Regions from separate parts of the Sus scrofa genome. Here region 1 is linked to region 2. The links are chromatin contacts, called in public Hi-C maps. All regions are on one chromosome and are shown on one strand. Each heading gives the region's core, a stretch centred on a gene start, on an enhancer-like site or on the middle of the called end of the contact. The rest is flanking DNA. Distances are from core to core; before and after follow the strand shown.

The links. Hi-C and Micro-C count contacts between places; a contact is called where the count stands out from the background.
Region 1: a Hi-C map of skeletal muscle shows a contact between it and region 2, with 3 times the contacts expected there. The contact joins the promoter of C13H3orf80 here to the promoter of LOC100514323 in region 2. A contact is called at or near these places in 2 of 47 Hi-C or Micro-C datasets (heart right ventricle and skeletal muscle).

What each region holds. Positions count from the first base shown.
Region 1 is chr13:99,923,453-99,926,541 of Sscrofa11.1, reverse strand. It overlaps C13H3orf80, which reads right to left and starts at 1,656. Exons shown (of 2, transcript XM_021069728.1): 1 at 1-1,656. The coding sequence starts at 1,021. The coding sequence ends at 269.
Region 2 is chr13:99,785,155-99,788,345 of Sscrofa11.1, reverse strand. LOC100514323 (NACHT, LRR and PYD domains-containing protein 1a-like) reads left to right here and starts at 1,832. Exons shown (of 17, transcript XM_021069727.1): 1 at 1,832-2,133. The coding sequence starts at 2,102. LOC106507994 (a long non-coding RNA gene) reads right to left here and starts at 2,877. Exons shown (of 4, transcript XR_001304462.2): 1 at 2,454-2,877.

The sequences.
Region 1 (3,089 bases), core at 407-2,906, 140 kb before region 2:
GGCGGGGACGTCCTCCAGAGCTGTACTCCGGCCTCGTCTGCTGCTGTGTCGCCCCCGCCACGCGTGCCTACGTTTCCTTGAACCAAATGAAACGTAGGAAAACTTAAGAACCCGGGGGAAGCGGGGTAGGGGTAGCCCCAACCTAGTCGCAGGGCAACAGGTAGGGACTGAGGCAATTGGCAGCGGCCGAGGTCACCCCAGCCATTGTGTCCCACCCGCAGTCCCCGGCCCAGTTCTGTCCGCGTGGTCCCTGGGCTGCCCTGGGCGCTCAGATAAGCGGGAAGCGGCCCTGGCCGCCGTCGTTTGACTCCCCCGCGCCGCCACCTCGCGGGCGGCCGAGCACAGACACAGGCAACACAACATCCCCGGGACTGAGCTGCTGCAGCCGCATGGACTCCTCGTAGGTTGGCAGGTACTTGACCTCCTCGTAGCTGGGCAGCTGCAGGAAGACGGGAGAGACTACGCGCAGCTCATGCTCCGAGGCGCAGGAGGTGGCCGAACGCCCGCCGCCTGCCCTGCCCCGGCCACCGCCGCCACTGTCCAGCAGCGAGTCCTGAGAGCCGGCAGCCGCCTCGTCGCGCAGCAGCGCGGGCGAATCATCGTCGTCGTCGTCCGGCGGCACTGGGGCCCCCGGCTGCCCTGCGCACCCCGGTGGCCCCGGCCGCCCCTGCCCCGGCCGCGCCTGCCCGCGCGGATACCTGCGTGGACTGGGGCAGATGATGCGCTGCAGGAAGTAGCCGATGGCGAAGAGCACCAGCAGGATAAGCAGCCCGGAGAGCTTGCGGACAAACCAGCCCACGTTGTCGAGGAAGGCGTGCAGCGGCAGCTTGCAGCAGCGCACCGCGGTGGCATTGGCCGCGTCGCAGCAGCGCTCCCGCTCGCCGCATGCCAGCTCCGCGCAACCCCCGCCGCCCCGCGAGGGCGCCACCAGCGCTAGCGTCAGCAGCAGCAGCAGCGGCAGCAGCGGCGGCGGCGGCGGTGCCACCGACAGGCCCTCGGCCGTGACCCCCAGTCCCCACATGGCTCGCGGGCACCGTCGCTAAAGTCCGGGGCAGGGGAAACAGTCTGTCTGCGTATCCGTCGGCCCCTCCCGTCGCGCTCGGTTTGAGTCCCGCGCGCCGTCTCCCGCGCCTCCGCTACCTGCGGCCAGAGCAGTCCTCACTTGGCCACGCTTGGGCGGAAGGAGGAGCCCGAGGCGCGCCGAGGCTGCAGGAGGCGGCCGCTTCCCGCCGCCAGAACAGCCTCCTTAGCTTCTGACCTTAACCTGGCGCGCCCAGCCGCTCCTTTCGGGTGCAGGGCGTTCGGAGCCGCCCAAGATGGCAGAGGCAGCCTGCGCTGGGTTGCCGTGGGCATCTTGGCCACGGCCGGCCGCGCTCTTCCAAGTCCCCCCTGGGGACCCTCTGGGGCTGGAAGGGTTAACACTCAGAGCTCAGCATGGGAGCCTCCTGATTTTGATTAATTCACCCGTCTTGCTCTTTCCCCGCCGTACGGGCGGGGGCTCTTGCTCGCGGAGGTGTCTCACTTTTAAGTGATTGGATTTCCCCGGGAATGTTATTTAAATTGACTTGCGACTAGGATTCGCTTACCATCCTTCTTGTGATCTTTCTGATTAAAAATGGATGATGGCCATTAATGGCTAACGCAGCCCCGCAACCATCTCCAAGCTTGGGGTGGGTGTGGGGGTGGGTGTGGGGGTGGAGGGGTTGGGGACCGCGGGATGGTTCTGCTTTCAGCCAGAGCCAGGGGGCTGGAAATCTGGTACCACCAGAAGACCTCCAGAACAAATGGAGACTTCTCCTGAGAGGCTAAGGTCAGGGTATCACGGAAGAATTCGCAGAGGGGCAGGGGGTTCTCCGCCAAGGTTGAGGAAGGAGAGGAGAGGGTGCATATATTTCTCCAGGGGCTCATCCGACAAGCTCCCACTGCACCCAAAGGACAGAGCAGGGGTTTGGGTTTGGGGTGGAAGAAGGCCTCTCCAGGATAAGTAACACATCTGTGAAATGTCAAAGGGGAGATGTTAGTGGTTGGCAACGTTCCTGAGCATTGATCTGCTCTAAAGGGTCTTTTTCAAGGTTATTCCTGTTTGCAAAGTTTGCCTTAAAGGAAGGATGTGCTCCCATTTAGCGCATGGGGTAACCACTCCCGGGTTAAGCTCCTGGTGCACACGGGAGGGATGGTGGTTTCTGTGGCCCCCGACAGGCACCACCTGCTGGGTGGTGGCCTTCAGGAACTCCTTAGAATGACACCATGAAGAAGCCAGGAGCTTGTGCTTTTATTAAGGCAGACGGAAACAATCATCCTTACTGGATTAAGATTTATTAATTCCCTTACCCCTTGAACATTAAGTCTCCTATAGAGAAACCAAAAGGGAAATCCCATAGTCATTGGAAGAAAAAGTAAAAGCAAAGGAAAAATATGGAGACATGCAAGACTCAACTGTAGGTCAGGTAAAAGCAAAGATTTCTCTCAGAGTAAGTCACATTGTATCTCCCTGATAGCCTTATGGAATAAGGTTAGGGATGCTAGTTCAATTTAGACAGGTCATTGCTCCTCCTAAATGAAAATATTTATTTATTTATTTATTTCTTCTGTCTTTTCTCTTTTTAGGGCCGCACCCGCAGCATATGGAGGTTCCCAGGCTAGGCGTCTAATCAGAGCTGTAGCCTCTGGCCTGCACCACAGTCACAGCAATGCCAGATCTGAGCTGTGCCTGCAACCTACACCACAGCTCATGGCAACCCAGATCCTTAACCCACTGAGTGAGGCCAGGGAGTGAACCCACAATCTCATGATTCCTAGTCGGATTCATTTCTTCTGTGCCACGATGTGAACTCCTTTAAAAAATTTTTTTTTCTCTAAATGAAAATATTTTAAATATATCTGCAGCTGGGAACACCTCACTTTGCCTCCCAGTCCAAAGCAATCCTTTCTTCTGGGAAAAGCTCCAAAGTGTCACTCTATCGAGCTACTTCATGTGAAGCTTGGTTGGACCCAAGTCCTTCTTCTAAGTTCTCCTAAAGCCACATTTCTCTGTGCCATCATCTGTCTCTCAGTAGTGAGGCCTGAAACCAATTCTGTAAAGACTGACT
Region 2 (3,191 bases), core at 583-3,082:
ATAGTGTCGGACTCATGGGTGTTCCATCCATAGGGGTTATGACCCTTATTGCACCCATCCACAGTGCCAGCCTGGGCCTTTGAGTCACAGTGAGGCAGGTAGGGGTATTCTGGGGCTGAGACATTTGGAGAAATCTAAAAGACACATCCCAGGAGTTCCTGTTGTGGTGGGCAGCGGAAATGAATATGGCTAGTATCCATGAGGATGTGGTTCCATTCCTGACCTTGCTCACTGGGTTGGGGGATCCGGTGTTGCTGTGAGCTGCAGTGCAGGTTGCAGATGGCTGGGATCCTGAATTGCTGCAGCACTGGCTGCAGCTGTGACCAGCAGCAGTAGCTCTGATTCAACCCCTAGCCTGGGAACTTCCATATGTTGCAGAGCTGCGCCCCCCGCCAAAAAAAAAAAAAAAAAAAAGAAAAAAAAAAAAAGGACAACACATCCCTTCAAAGCACAAAGGCACATTTTCTTCCCCAGCTTCAGGCATTACATGAAGTCGTTTCCCTTCAGTTAAGGGTATCTCAATCTATGGAGAATTTCAGGAAGAGCAAAGTAGAGGACCAGTCCTGGACTCTGTCTTTTCCTCCTTCCTGCAGTAAGTGTATTTCTTTCTTTCTTTTTTTTTTTTTCTTTTTGTTGTTGTTGTTGTTGTTGCTATTTCTTGGGCCGCTCCCGCGGCATATGGAGGTTCCCAGGCTAGGGGTCGAATCGGAGCTGTAGCCACCGGCCTAACGCCAGAGCCACAGCAACGTGGGATCCGAGCCGCGTCTGCAACCTACACCACAGCTCACGGCAACACCGGATCGTTAACCCACTGAGCAAGGGCAGGGACCGAACCCGCAACCTCATGGTTCCTAGTCGGATTCGTTAACCACTGCGCCACGACGGGAACTCCAGTAAGTGTATTTCTAAGCACCTACTGTGAGCCAGACCTGGGCTAGATGCTGTGTGATACCCACCACCTCATGGAAAAGACAGACAAGAAAACAATCATGCTGAAAAACAGCTAAGAAAAAAACAGTGTACAATGAAGGCCACCAATAGTCTAAGCAGTGGTTCTCACATTTTCCTGAGTTTTTTTTTTTTTTTTTTTTGTCTTTTGTCTTTTTAGGGCCGCACTTGTGGCATATGGAGGTTCCCAGGCTAGGGGTCGAATCAGAGCTGTAGCCGCCGGCCTACACCACAGCCACAATAACTTGCGATCCGAGCCACTTCTGCAACACCACAGTTCGCGGCAACGCCAGATCCTTAACCCAGTGAGCAAGGCCAGGGATGGAACCCGAAACTTCACGGTTCCTAGATGGATTTGTTTCTGCTGCACCACAACTGGAAACTCCTTCCTGAATGTTTTAATTGCCTGGATCTTTAAAAAATACTGACACCTGGATCTCACTGCACTAATTGGTCTGGGATACCGCTTGAGGCTTTGAGATTTGATAAGCTCTCTGGGTGATCTAATGTGCAGCAAAGTTTGGGGACCACTGGCTTAGTCCATCCATTCTTACAGTTTGGGGTGGGGGTGTTTAATCATGTGAAAGCCAGAGTCCCTCATTCCAGATACCTGTATTTAGATACAAAATCTGAAAGAATTTCAGGGGGCTTACAGATCCTAAGAAAATCTGAGAATTCCTCCGGGGAGGAGGTTGTCTCGTGAAAAATCACAGATACAAGAGTATCCAACCCTCCTGAGCTCTCTGTCCCCTCTAGAAAGGAGCTGGCCCTTTTCTTTCACAGAATCTCTGCGCGTTAGTGTCACCAAACCTAGTTCTCACAGGGCAGTAAGCAGCCACCGAGCGGCCGGTGTGCGCACGTGTGCGAGTGTGCACGCCGGCGTGCACGCGCGGGGGCGCGGGCGATCGTGCGTTTCCGTTTAGGAGCCCCGACTGCCTTCGGCTGCGGCTGCGGCAGGGCGCCCGGCGCCCCCTCCCTCCCAGTCCCCTCCCCTGGTGGCTCTCGCTCGCCCTTTTCCCTCCCCCAGCAGCGTCGGCAGCCTCCGGGTGCGTAGGGCAGCTCAGCACGCGAACCTCTCCAGCAGGCGCCCCGGCGCGAGCCGAGAGCAGATCCCCGGGCGCGCAAGGCGCCGCCTCCCAGCCGCAGAGCGACGATGAGCGGAGGCGAGGGGGTCGTGGAGAGCAGGTGAGCGCCGCCGCCGGGCTGGGTGTAGGGGTGTAGGAAAGAGGGCGCAGTGGGGGTGGGGGTGCACCCGGACCTAACATCCACGCGTGGAGAAGGGGCTTTGCCCCCTTCATCCTGCTCCACCGCGGACTCTGTTTTTGCCCTTTTCCCAGGCGGGGCGCTTTCGCCCTTTTCCCGCCCGGGCATCCCCGCTCCGGCCTCACAAAGCACCCGTAGGCGGCGGCGCATGCCCCGCGCGGGCACGGAGCATTGGGGAGGCGAAGCGCCCGTCATTCCCAATTCTGACTTCCCACCCCCAGCCCAGGCCCTGGCGGCGGCACCTGGGTCGGGCGGACCTCACTGTGGTGGCGCGCTGCTGGAAGGCCCGCGCTCCGGACCGGGAGGCGGGGCTACGGGCTGCGCTGCTGCCCCTTGTGGCCGCGGCTTCCTACAGCCCGCTGCCTAGCCGCGCGGCGGCAGGTGGGCAGATTTGTTCTCATCTTCCAGTTGGAAGCAGTAGCGGGGCGCGGGCGGGTGAGGAGGAGGGCAGGTCGCCCTGCGGCATCCCCTTTGTTCTTTGCGGGTGGACTCGCCCCCTTCCGGCTTCCGCGGGTGACTCCCCGCCTCCCGCCTCCGAGGCCTGGCTTCTGCTGTCCTCATCTGCTCCCCTGTCCTTGAGCTTCAGCTTCCTGGAGCCCCTGCGCCTTTTGCATCTGGAAGTGAACTTTGGAGATGTTTCTGAACATCCGCGCTTTGGCCTCCCGGCTTTCAAGTTGTTTTCATTGACAGCAGGGTTATTTCCTTAACGCCCCCCTTGGGCCATGCGTGGAGCACCTCCCCCCGCCCTCAGCCTCTCTGCCCCCGCCCACCCCCCTGGGTCACTAAAGTCTGGAGCACAGAAGGCGCGGGATCAACAATGCTTGGAGGGTTTCTGCTATTATTGTAAAGGCAGCCGTTGTCTGTGTTTGTCATCAACGTCTCATCAGCGTCTCACAGACGTTTAAAAGCGGCTGCTTTTTAGGTGGCAATGTCTAAAAAGAGCTGGTTTGGGGATTCTCGAACGGTGCTGTGGTCAGGTT